Linked DNA regions of Mus musculus: region 2 is linked to region 1. A link is a contact called in public Hi-C data. All regions are on one chromosome and are shown on one strand. Each heading gives the region's core, a stretch centred on a gene start, on an enhancer-like site or on the middle of the called end of the contact. The rest is flanking DNA. Distances are from core to core; before and after follow the strand shown. Region 1 overlaps Rprd2 (regulation of nuclear pre-mRNA domain containing 2). Region 2 overlaps Arnt (aryl hydrocarbon receptor nuclear translocator).

The links. A called contact is a pair of places that touch in the nucleus more often than the background predicts.
Region 2: a contact with region 1 is called in a Hi-C map of bone marrow-derived macrophages, with 26 read pairs. The contact joins two enhancer-like sites. A contact is called at or near these places in 1 of 15 datasets of contacts at CTCF or cohesin (the NIH/3T3 cell line), 6 of 484 Hi-C or Micro-C datasets (the Ba/F3 cell line, bone marrow-derived macrophages, cortical neurons and 2 more), 2 of 115 datasets of contacts at active chromatin or transcription factors (T-cell acute lymphoblastic leukemia and large pre-B cells) and 4 of 9 other capture datasets (adipose tissue, embryonic stem cells, liver and 1 more).

What each region holds. Positions count from the first base shown.
Region 1 is chr3:95,778,058-95,784,596 of GRCm38.p6, forward strand. Rprd2 (regulation of nuclear pre-mRNA domain containing 2) reads right to left here. Exons shown (of 11, transcript NM_001368178.1): 6 at 6,157-6,283; 7 at 2,358-2,533. Among named protein-coding and RNA genes, the nearest start is that of Gm26361, 16 kb to the right of the region's middle. Within about 2 kb of position 2,409, at least 4 of the 459 cell types and tissues checked have an H3K27ac peak or open chromatin away from gene starts, as enhancers often do. A contact at or near this core is called in bone marrow-derived macrophages, where this site is marked.
Region 2 is chr3:95,456,571-95,463,109 of GRCm38.p6, forward strand. Arnt (aryl hydrocarbon receptor nuclear translocator) reads left to right here. Exons shown (of 22, transcript NM_001037737.2): 4 at 3,807-3,851. Among named protein-coding and RNA genes, the nearest start is that of Arnt, 25 kb to the left of the region's middle. Within about 2 kb of position 2,736, at least 24 of the 459 cell types and tissues checked have an H3K27ac peak or open chromatin away from gene starts, as enhancers often do. A contact at or near this core is called in bone marrow-derived macrophages, where this site is marked.

The DNA.
Region 1 (6,539 bases), core at 1,159-3,658:
ATAAGAACATTGGCTGCTCTTACAGAGAACTTGCATTCAGTTTCCCAGACCCCACATGGTAAGTCACAACTGCTTGTAACTCCAGCTCCAGGAGATCTAACTCTGTCTCTGAGGGCACAAGGCACACATGTTATGATCATGTACATATACATACATGTAGACAACATTCGCATACAAAGGCATGTGACTAGAGACATGACCCAGCGGTTAAAGAGCAGATTGCTCTTCCAGAGGACACAGGTTCAATTCTTAGCACCCACATGGGTGGCTTTTACCCATCTACAGATTCCAGTAGACCTGACACAATCTTCTAGACTCCAAGGACACTAAATATGGTGCATAGATGTGCACACAGAGGCACAAAGTAAATTTTAAAAAGTAAAAATAAATAAAATCTCAAAAAATTCTTACAAAAGGGACAGGAGGTAGGACAGGTGGGCATGGGGCTACATGCACTAGAGATATGGCTCAGTGTAAGAGGACTGGCTGGTCTTCCAGAAGTTCTGAGTTCAATTCCCAGCACCCACATGGCCGCTCACAAATGTCTATAACTGTAGTCCCATCGGATCCAATGTCCTTCCTTCTCTGGTGTTCAGAAGGACACGAAGACAAACACCCACATACATAAATAAATCTTAAGAGAGGAGGTGGGGTGGGGAGAACACTAGCTTGGCATGGTGGCATGCACATTTAACCCTAGTACCCAGGAGGCAGAGGCAGGCCTCCAAATTCAAGGTCAGTTTGAGGGTGAAATCTAAAACAGCTATGGCTACACAGAGAAACCCTCACCCTTATCTCCCCCACCTTTCTCTCGTTTGTGCACGCACGCACGTATACACACATACACACACACACACACACACACACACACACACACACACACACACACACAAAACACCAAAAGAACCTAGACAGATGGAACTCAGAAGTAGGGGAGATGTCTCACTGGGCTCAATGTTTGCATTTAAGCCTCAGGACCTGGGTTCAGACACTTAATACCCATTTAGAGATTTGTGTGGTGGCACTGACACAGCGTCGTGGATGGAAGGATCAGGACAGGACAGGAAGACCCCCCCAAGGACTTGCTGGTGAGCAAGTCTAGCTGAAACAGTCATATCCATGTGCAGTGAAAGATCGAACCTGTTTCAAATAAAGAGGCCCGAGAGGACCCAGGTTCACTCAGAACCCACAGTATGCACGTGGTGCAGACATGCATGTAGACAAAACACCCATACACATAAAATTAAAATAAATAAATCTTTGGGGGGAAAAAAGAGAAGACACCTGAAGTCAACAATCTCCGGCGTCCCCTGTGCACACCCAGGCACTGCACATGCACACGCCTTCTTATATAACACACGCAACGACCACTATCAACATCTATCTGGATGTACTAGAAACTGCCGGCACCAGCAGAAAGACCATGAGGAAAGCTGGTTGATGTCAGTAGTGTTCTTTTCTCTGAGGTTTGGCTTTTGGGGAGCAGTGTAAAAACTTGAGTATCCAAAACAGAAGACAGAAAATGTAAAGTACACTAATGAGCAGGGCTTTTAGCAGTCTTTTTAGTATAAGGAGTCAAAGTTAGAAACTCAAATGGCTGAGATTTTGACAAGAGGAAGGCAGAACTGACTTAGCCACTTTTTGTTTGTTGTTACAGTTTTCTCCTTCATGATATTTTCTGAGAGTCCAGGAAGCGCAGCAGATAAAGGTACTTGTTGCCAACTGCTTCTTGAAATCCAAGGGTACAAGAGAACTGACTCCCAAAGGTCATGCTCTGATGTACACATGTGCCATAGGATATGTTCCTACCCACTCTCTCTCATACATGCCATCCAATAAGAATAAAATTTAAAAGTGTGTCTTAATCAGGGTTTCTATTCCTGCACAAACATCATGACCAAGAAGCAGTTGGGAAGGAAAGGGTTTATTTGGCTTACACTTCCACACTGCTGTTCATCACTGAAGGATGTCAGGACTGGAACTCAAGCAGGTCAGGAAGCAGGAGCTGATGCAGAGGCCATGGAGGGATGCTCTTTACTGGCTTGCTTCCCCTGGCTTGCTCAGCCTGCTCTCTTATAGAACCCAAGACTAACAGCCCAGAGATGGTCCCACCCACAAGGGGCCTTTCCCCCTTGATCACTGATTGAGAAAATGCCTTACAGCTGGATCTCATGGAGGCATCTCCCCAACTGAAGCTCCTTTCTCTGTGATAACTCCAGCCTGTGTCAAGTTGACACCCAAAACCAGCCAGTACAAAGTGTTGTGTGTGTGTGTGTGTTTATATATACACATATAAAAATATATATGTATGTGTAAGCAATGTAAGCATTAAAAATGAAACAGCCAGAATTACTTACGTTAGCGACCACTTTCACTTCCTTGTACTGTGCTTCATAGAAAATTCCAGCGTTCTCTAATGCTTCTGTTAGTGAGGGCCCATTTTTCACCTGTTTATCTAATCCATTCACAAACTCCTCTAGCTTGGAACTTGCTTCTTCAAATTCTTTGGAGAACTTCTTTCCACCTGTTTTATCTGAAATAATGAAGAAAGTATTTATATCATGATTAGAAGGAAGGGGCTGGAGGCATCATGTCAGGCCAGGAAGGTGGCAAAAAGAAGCCCTTGAAATTATTCTAATAATGTGCAATTAGTTTTGGTTTAAGCCCAAGAACAGGCCAAGGAGATGGACGAGGAAGATAAGGCTTTCAGGCAGAAACAAAAGGAGGAGCAGAAGAAACTAGAGCAGCTAAAAGCCAAGGCCGCAGGGAAGGGCCCCCTGGCCACAGGTGGAATTAAGAAATGTGGCAAAAAGTAAGCTATTCCTCACATCTGGGGTGATGGTGACCCTCCTCTTCCATTCCTATTTAAACATCTGGATTCCCTGCCATAACATCTTTGCCACTAATAGCTAGAATGGAGTGTTATCTTGGAGCCTGTTGTACATTGTAATAAATTTTTGTTAAAAAAAAATGAATAAAGTGACTAACGCAATGGCTCATTGTCTCCAGTATTCAGCAAGTCCTACCTCAGCTGTGAATTTAAAGTGAACCCAGTCTGGAATCCCACTGGAGCCTACTGTTCCATCTTCATTGTACTCTGAATTCTGTACCACTTTGAATTAAACCAACTCACTTAAAAGCCAAAACAAAACAAAACAAAAACCTTTGAGTGAAATTTCTTTCCATGCCACAGTTCTTACTATTCTGTGACACTTTTCTTATTGCCTTGGTGTGCAATTATTTTTGTTTTAAGAGAGTGACCATGTAGAGCAACCATGTCTTAAACTCATATGTATGAGGCCCATGATGGCCTCAAATTCAAGATCCTCTGCCGCAGCTTCCCAAATGCCGAGAACACTAGCCTGTGCCAGCACATGTTTTCCAGCGTGTAATCTTTCTTGCCTAAACTTTTATTGAGATAGAGTTTCAAGAAGTTGCTCAGGTTGTCCTTTAACTCCTCCTGAGTGGTTAATATTATAGATTTGTGCCACCAGACTATAAACCAAATCTCCCCACCACAACCCCATCACACTCTGCACAGACCGACAGAAACAGTTCCACGTGAATTCGTGAGAGTGAATGAGGTGTCTGTAATTAAGACAAAGCTTAGCTGAACTTTTTTTTTTAACTTTTTATTTTATTTTATGTGTATGAGCACATGAGAAACTGGAATTACAGCCAGTTGTGGTGAGTCACGCAGCATGGGTGCTGGGAACTGAACCCAGGTCCTTTGGAAGGACAGCAAATATTCTTAAGCACTGGCCCTCTCTGTCCCACATCCTTCATTGTGCAAACATTCTCCATACCCTCCTCAGGAAGATCAGGACAAAGGCCCACCCTTCTCACTGCACTGCAGTGCAGAATAGTCTACAATATGTCTCTTCCATGGAAACCAAGCTTCAGAGAAGTTAAGTCAACTCTGGGGCATCAGACAAAAGTTCTTCACTCTTCTCTGCAAAGTGTCCTTAAAGTCCAGCACATGTTCCTTTCCTCGTGTGTGCTGACCTGCATGAGCCCTCGGCTCTCCCCTGGGATCACAGCTTTGTAGGATGCTTCTGCATAGTGATTAGGATTGGATTAGACACCTTACGTTCAATTTAGTGTGGAGCAGAGGACAGGGATAATGCTGAAGTCACTCAAGTGTATTATCACTTACTTCTGCTCTGCCAAGATATTTTGTTCACACTGAATCGACACACCCTTAGAAACATTACAAAATAAAGGCCCAGGCATCGTGATCTTTGGTGATTATGTGCATTAGCAGATCTACGTCCCTGTGGTAAAGCAGGAACAGAGCTAGAAGCATCGTTTGTGTCAATGTGAACTGTTTATAAATGGTGTGTGTATGTGTTGGCTGCCACACACACCTTCCCTTCCCTCATGAGCTGTTAAACACAGCTATCCAGTTTAGGATACAGTCTTAGCCAAGTCTAACTTCATATAGATACTGTAAATGTTGTCTGAAGCAAAATGAGAATATTAAACAAATACCACAACCCTCACTAACAGCATTATGACTTTGCTATAAAGTGTAGATTTTAATCTTTGGAAAAAAAGAGCTCATGACCATTTTGTATGGCTTATCTAGAAACGTCTATAAATCTCATGTTCTAGTAAAATATTCTGTAATTCTACAAATAACTAAGTAAAATTAAAGCATGGTACAGGAGTAAAACAGATACAAAAGTGAACAGCTAATCACCACTTACTCATTCTAAAGACCCACACCAAATACCCCTTGCACTTGCTCAAGCATTAGAGTAACAGATAATCTCTGACTGCAAGACTCTTAGATTCTAATAAATTACGAGTATAATTATAACTATTGGGCTGGTGAGGTGGCTCAGCACTGACTGCTGAGGGTCCTGAGTTCAAATCCCAGCAACCACATGGTGGCTCACAACCATCCATAATGAGACCTGATGCCCTCTTCTGGTGTGTCTGAAGACAGCTACAGTGTGCTTACATATAATAATAAATAAATCTTTAAAAAAATAATTTTAACTATTATAATGTGAACAAGGAGAGAAATTTAAACTTGACTCTACAAGATGATAGTGTGACTGTACTAAAGAACAAAACCAATGAACCACAAAGAGAAAGAACAGCTGATAGTTGATAATTCAATACAGCAAGAAAGTGAGAATAAGAATGTGTATATGAAGCCAGGTGTAGTTGTGCACAGGAGGCAGAGGCAGGTAGTAGATCTTTGTGAGTTCAAGACTAGTCTGGCTGGGCGGTGGTGGCACACGCCTTTAGTTCCAGCATTTGGGAGGCAGAGGCAGGCGAATTTCTGAGTTTGAGGCCAGCCTGGTCTACAAAGTGAGTTCCAGGACAGCCAGGGCTACACAGAGAAACCCTGTCTCAACCCCCCCTCCCCCCCAAAAAAAAGACTAGTCTGGTCTACAGTATGAAACCCTGTAACAAACAACTCCCTACCTCACCAAAATGAAAGAACAAAACCAAGCTCAGGGACTGGAGTGATGGCTCAGGGTTAGGAGCGTTTGCTGCTCTTGCAAAGGACCTAGGTTCTGTTCCTAGCACTCTGATGATGGCTCATAACCATCCTTAACCCCAGAGGACCCAATCCCTCTTCTGGCCTCCGTAGGCTCCAGGCACAGATGTGATGCATATACATATATTCTAGCATAATACTGATACATAGAAAATAAGATAAGGGCTGGTGAGATGGCTCAGTGGGTAAGAGCACCCGACTGCTCTTCCGAAGGTCCGAAGTTCAAATCCCAGCAACCACATGGTGGCTCACAACCATCTGTAATGAGATCTGACTCCCTCTTCTGGAGTGTGCTGAAGACAGCTACAGTGTACTTACATATAATAAAAAAATAAATAAATCTTTAAAAAAAAAAAAAGATAAATCTCAAAATCCACAAAAAACAAAACCAAATTCCTATCTCTCCCCAGGGAAATTTATTGAATGATTTATAAGCTTTATACAAGTCAAACTGCTACCTGGGAAATCAGTGGAATCAAGGGTTCTGAAAATTGTTTCACCCTACCTCTCTTTAAACACTGTGGGTGATTCATTCCAGAAACACATCGAAAATTCTCTTTATGGGACAAACTAGTCTGATTACACAAAAATCAAAGAAAGGAAACACTGAGCTATTTTTCTTGAAAAGATGTGTGTGTTACCTTTTAAACACTTGAGAGTTTCTGTGCTGCAGACATCCACTCTCATAGTTGACAACTGTTTCTCCTTCAGTTCTATCTGATCTTCTGATCGTTTGTACATCAGCAACTCTTCAATGAGGGCCTGAGACTGAACACAAACCACAGTCAAACTCCATTCATAGGATTACATATTCTCCCCCCCTGGATACATCAGACTAATGACTAGCAAAGCCTTTAAGGGGAAAACAGAAATTGATCTTTAATTCTCATGTCAAACCATACTCTTAGCTATACACTTTTAGGTTCTGGAAGATAGGATCTTACTACATAACCCTGAAACTTGCTCCATAGACCAGGCTGGTCTCAAATGTGTTCCTGCCTCCTGAGTGACAGCATAAGCCTTT
Region 2 (6,539 bases), core at 1,486-3,985, 320 kb before region 1:
CACAGTGGTTAAAATAGGGCTACAGTGTAGCTCAGTGGTGAAGCGTGTGCTTAGCGTGTGCACGGCCTGGGCTTCATTCCCAGCACTACTCTGCGTGTGTGTACTAAGAAGGAAATTCTGAATTTTATTCATCCAGTTCAGTTAGTGTCCATGGATAGACAGCGATAGTAACTGTATAGGCATGCCTTTGTTGCTAGTGTAGGGGAAGAAAGACCTTCCTTTTCTTCTAAGCATTTTGATGACCAAGTTGATAAGACAAACTGACTGGAGGCAGGTAAACAGAAGAGGTAGATAGACTAATATGTGGTCTAAGAGTAGCCTAGCTGCCCAAAGGGAAAACAGTAAGTGTGCAGTCAGTGAAATTGGAGAATTTATATGGTCTCATAGGAATGGCAACATAGGCAACTCAGTAGAAGATTCACAGATACGATGAATGGGCATTTGAGTAATGGGTGATAGTTGTGGCACAGTTTGCCTTGATCTATAGTTGTCTCTTGACCTCCTGTCCTTTGGTTGAGTACTCTTTCCAGGTTGATAAATCTTCCTAGAGGGTATTTGTGGCTATAAGAGAACTTAATGAATGTGTGTGTGTGTCATTGTGTGTTTTAAACATTTTGCGTGTGTGTGTGTGTGTATCTTGACACATGTGCTACACATGTATGAAGGTCAGAGAAAACTTGGAGGAATAGGTATCCGCGCCCTCCCCCTTCACCGCCCCCCCCCCCTCCCATGTAGGTTCTGGGAACTCAGATCAGCAGGCTTGGCAGCAAATGTTTTATCTATTGAAACATCTCACCACTTACCTCCATTTTGTTTGACAGAATCCCACTTGGTAATCCAATCAAGCCTTGTATAGCCCAGGCTTTACACAAATGTACGGAGAGCCTCTTTTCTCAGAGGCTACTGTAGGCTCAAGCCACTACACCCTGCTTAGCACTTGTTTTTGTTTTGTTGTAAATAGGTCTGACTCTGTAGCTTTGGCTGGCCTGAAACTTCCAGAGGTCTGCCTGTCTCTGCCTTCTAATTCTGGGAATAAAGTTGTGACCCCTAACACAGTATTGTTTTTTCACATTCTTTCTAATCTGAATAATCAGTAGACTAGAGCATTGAGGTATTTTCTGACTCCTTTGAGTTAAAGTCTATCTCTTCATGTGCTGCGCCTCTTGTGGGGAGGACAGTAATCAGCTAGACAGATGAGAGCACTTCAATAGGACAGGGGTATTCACACTACTGCTGTGTAACTGAGGCCCATATTAGACTGAAGACCTCAAGACTTTGGGGGAGGACACATTTCATCTTTAGGCTGACGTGGTGAAAAGGAAGTGAAATGGGATGTTAGCTAGAGAGGCTTCCTAGAAAAGGAAAGGGAAGTACAAAGACCGGAAGCAAGACGGGAAGAATGTAGCTGCTGTTGGGAACACAGAGTCCTTGCTTGTAGGCCACAGTTAGGAGGGAAGTAGGAATCCCCAGAAGGCAGTAGCCAGGAGCTTTACCATCTTGGAGAACCTTTCTCAGAGGAAGAGTTAGGGAGTAGTCTTGTTTCAATTTAATGCTTTTGTTTGTTTGTTTTACACCAAACATAGATTACTTTCAAAGTTGGTAAAAGCAAATTTAAAAATGAAAGGGGGAAAAATGCCAAAAGACATGGAGAGGCATTTCTCCAAAGAAAAGATACAAATGGCCAAGAAGCATGTGAAAGGTTGACATTAGTAATCATTCAGAGATATTTAGGAGGTATACAAGTCAAAGATAACATTTATATCCAATCCAGAGACCACTATCAAAACCAAAACAAAATCGGAGCTAAGTCTGGAGACTGATACCCACCAGCCTCCCATGGGTAGAGGGAACCCAGGGCTGCACAGGGAGCTCCTGTCTCAAAAAGACACAAGTAACCCCCCAGAAAATAACAAAATTGCTAGAGAAGTGGAGGAATCGGAACAGTTATACACTGTGATATTGTAAAATGGTACAGTCACAATGGAAGAGAATATGGTGCCACTTTACAAGTTACAGCTCAGGGTCACTTGCCTCACAAGCTTAAAAGATTCGATTGCTCATACTAAAACTTTGTATATTAGCTTTTTTCTGAAGACTTTAGAAATTTTTATTTTTATATGTGTGTTTTGCCTACATATGTATCTTGCACAGTATGTGTGCCTGGTTCCTAGACCTGGAGTTACAGACAATTGTAAGCTGCCAGGTGGGTTCTGAGAACTGAACATGGGCTCTCTGCATGAACAACAAGTGCTTGTAATCATTGAGCTCTCTCTCTAGCCCCTAAATGAATTAGTTTTGAGCTAGGTATGATGGCACATACATATAATCCCAACACTTGAGGCTTATGTAAAAGGATCGCTGTGAATTCAAGTCTGAGCTGCTCTCAATAATTACACACAGAGACCTAACGCATAGAGTGCTTTTGAGGTGACTGATCTCGGAACCCACACTGTGAAAGGATAGAGTTGTTCTTGAAAGTTGTTCTCCACCTCCATATCTGCCCTGTGGCTGCAAACACAAGTTTGGTTTTGATGGCCTGAAACTTGCTGTCTAGACCATGCCGACCTCCAACTTGAACTGATCCTCTTTGAACTTGCATTCTGCATGCAGGGGTTCAGTTGTGCACAATTTATATTTTCATACATATATATAAGGCATTGTATACCCCACCCCTCACCCTGGGACATCCTCTTCTCGATAGTCCCCTTCCTTTTCCCAACTAGTTCCTCTTCTACTTTCGTGACCTTTTTTTTTTTTTCTTTTTCTTTTGGAGTGGGATGTTTCATTAGGGTTGCTTACCAGTAGTATGTGTGAGTGATTACACTTTCCTCGGGGCTACAACAATGAAGAAAAGCTCTCCCAGCAACTAACTGCTTATAGATCCTCAAGGGGGTTTGTGGCTTTGTGAACTCCTCCCCCCTTCTATGCTAGGATGTTGTGTAGTTTTTGTAGTCACAGCTGTTGTGAATTCAAGTATGCATTGCTCATGTCATTTCAGAAGGCAGTGTTCCACAACAGTCTGCCCTTTCTCTTAACTCAGAGTGTTAACTCTTATGCAATGGTCCCTGACCCTTGGAGGCTTTGGCTATCTCTTTCCCATCCCCCATTCCTTGTGGAGTGTTGCTGTGTTGCTCAGACCAGCCTCCTACACCTGGCTCAAATGTTCTTTTCTCTCAGCTGCCTAAGTAGGCCTAAAGAACTGCAGGCACATGCTACCACACCCAGCTTAAAGCAGGGTCAAAATATGGGTATTAGATGAATACCCATATTTATGATCCTGTTTTTCACAGAAGAATGAAAACATGAAAAATATACCCACACGCTGTTCTATTGGTTTTTTGATTTTTGTTTTTGTTTTTGTTTTTTTAAAGCTACAATTAAAAAACAAACAAACTGAGTCAGGCTTAGTGATTGACACCTGTAATAAGCAATTGGGAGGCAGAGGCAAAGGGTCTGTAAGTTGAGAGTGAATGCCAGACTAGCCAGTGCTACATAGCTGTCCCCATCTCAAAAAAACACCCCCCCCCCGGAAAAAAACCAAACAAAAACCCCAAATATATTCCCAACTTTAGAGAAATCACAAGACATTTCATGTTTTCATCATACCATCTTTCTGTGTGTGGTCACTGAGACATGATAGTCATCGGCTCTCAGTGTTCTCTCAGATGCTATTAGTGTCTGCTGCTTTGTGGTGCTGGTCCATTATCTTTCCCTGTTGAGTAGTTTTATTTATTTCTAGTTTTTATTTCAGAGCGGAGTAGATATAAGTACAAGGGTTTGAATTAATCCCTGCCCTTTCTTTTCAGATGCGATGATGACCAGATGTGTAATGACAAAGAGCGGTTTGCCAGGTAATGTACTAGAATTCTTGTCCTGGTTATGGGATCAAGCAGTCTAAATGTTGGATTTAAATTTTATCTAGGTGAGAGTGAATTTCTCTGGTTAGTCTCCTCCTCTTCTGAAGTTTGAAACAGCCTGGAATTTATGCATGCTCATTGACTTGAAGCTAGGTATATTTAACATAATGTTTCTCTCATGCATGCAAGTTTTAGTAATGTGTATATTGCATCTACAGGATCACAAACTGTAGACTTCTTGGGCATATTATATTTGTACAAATACAGAAGAATCTTTTATAGAAAATGGTTTATTCATTTAAATGAGTTTTTATTCTGGATACCAAACTTAAATTTGTTTAAGTAACTGTCAGAAGATTATGAAATATACTGATTTTACTTTTTTTTTCTCCTCCCACCCCTGATTTTACTTTTTATTAAAGAGTAATCATTCTCAACTCATATACTGGTTTTACTTTTAGAAAATTCTTGCTGTAAGTTACTCTTTTAAAAAGAGGGGAGGGTGTCATGGGGCTGGAGAGATGGCTCTATGGGTAAAAGTGCTTGTTGCTCTGACAGAGGACCTGAATTTGGTTTCTAGCATGCACAACCAGGGAGTCTGACATCCTCTTTTGGCTTCTGTTGACGTCTACATGTACATGATCATACATATATATAGATGTACACGTATACACATACATACATGCATGCATACATACATACATACATACATACATGCTTTATTTATTATCATTAAGTGTTCATGCTTACTTGGGGAGCCAAGATGTTGGGTTCCAAGTATAAGCCTGTGTCCCTGACCACTCTCCCCAGTATCTTCACCCCAGCTGAGTATCTCTGGAGAGAGACCCAGAAGGCACAAGTAGAAGGTTTGGGCATAAGGGTGAAGCTCAGCGGGAGTACTTGCTTCAGTACAGTGGCCCCAAACACCAAATGCACAATAAAGACCCTGCCTTGATTCATTGAACTTATTCAGGATCAACAAATGTTTAATCTAATTTCAGAACCACTCCCAAGAATTTACTCATTTTTTAGGAGCTCTGCTGGTATTTGGGCCCCTCATCTTCTGGTATTATGTTTTCAAAACAGATAGGGACAGAAAATATAGGAAAATTGAACTGAACATTTAACCTCTCATTTAATTTGGCAAGGGACTTTTATTGCTATATAAATAGATCTACTAATTTAAACACTGGAAATAAATAAGTAAATAAATCAATACTTTAAGCTCAAATCCTGAAAGTTTTTCCCTTACACACACACACACACACACACACACACACACACACACACACACACACATATACACAGTGGTACTCATGTGCCTGTACTTATATATATACATTGTATAGACACACTTAATGATAATAAATAATTAAAAATTTAGAAGATACTGAATTTTTGGCTGGGGAGATGACTCAGGATTTAAAGTGCTTAACCCCAGAACCCACATAAAATCTTGATACAGAGTATCCCAAGTCTATGATCCTAGTGAGTCTTTATTGGGCGATAGAAGACAGAGATGGGAATAGCCACAAACTCATGGCTCAGCTAACTTGGTGTGTGCAGCAGTGAACAATAAGAGTGACTCTGGGCTGGAGAGATGGCGCAGTGGTGAAGACTGCTCTTCTAGAGGTCCTGAGTTCAATTACCAGCGACCACATGGTGGCTCACAACCATCTGAAATGGGATCTGATGCCCTCTTCTGGTGTGTCTGAAGACAGCTATAGTACAGTTGTATACATAAAATAAATATTTTTTAAAAAACTTAAAAAAAAAGAGTGTCTGTCTCAGACTAAGTGGAAGGCATCGAACAACATCTGAGGCTGCCTTTTAACTTTCCCTTGCATTTCATGCACACGCATGCACGTGCACGCACACACATAAAATTGAGTTTGTGATCCTCTCAAAAATTAGTAACTTTATTTTTAAATTTGTATGTAATTGATTACTTTAAAAATGATCTATTTCATTTTTAATTATGTGTTTGTATAGATTATACAGTTTTTATAGATAAATGGTTATATACATATGAATTTGGATACCAAAAGAAGACATCAGGCTCCTAGAAACGCAGCAAGCCCATTTACCCACCAAGCTGATCCTATAGCCCAATGAATACTTACTTAAGGTTTGATTACATTGATTGATTGATTGAGAAAGTATGTGTGTTTGTGACATGCCAACATGCTAAGCTCAGAGGACAACTTCTAGGAGCAGATTCTTGCCTTTCACCCGTGAGTCCCAGTGTTGAAACTCAGATTTAGCAGCAAGCACCTTTACCTATTAAGCCTGTCTGCTATGTCTTCTGTGAGTACTGATCAACAGTGTTTACTCATTGCTCAGCTGTCTGAATGGGATCTACTTTGAGGACCACTGATCGAGAGAACCAAGAAATATCAGGAAGAATAGTTAACTCTTAGACACAGTGTTGGCAGTATATAGAGTTGACTGAAAAGAGCAGGTAGGTAGGTAGGTAGTAGGTAAGTAATAGGTAGAAAGAGGGAGGGTAGATAGAATCTGCTGAAGTATTAGGATAGCTATGAAATCATGAGTACTTGGGCCCAGAAATGTTGCCGTGACACTAGTGAAAGAATGAATATAGGTTGTTTTCCAAGAGCAGTGTATCAAAACTTCTTGAAATAAATGAAATCTAAAGGATACAGTAATCTTTAAAGTGAAAGT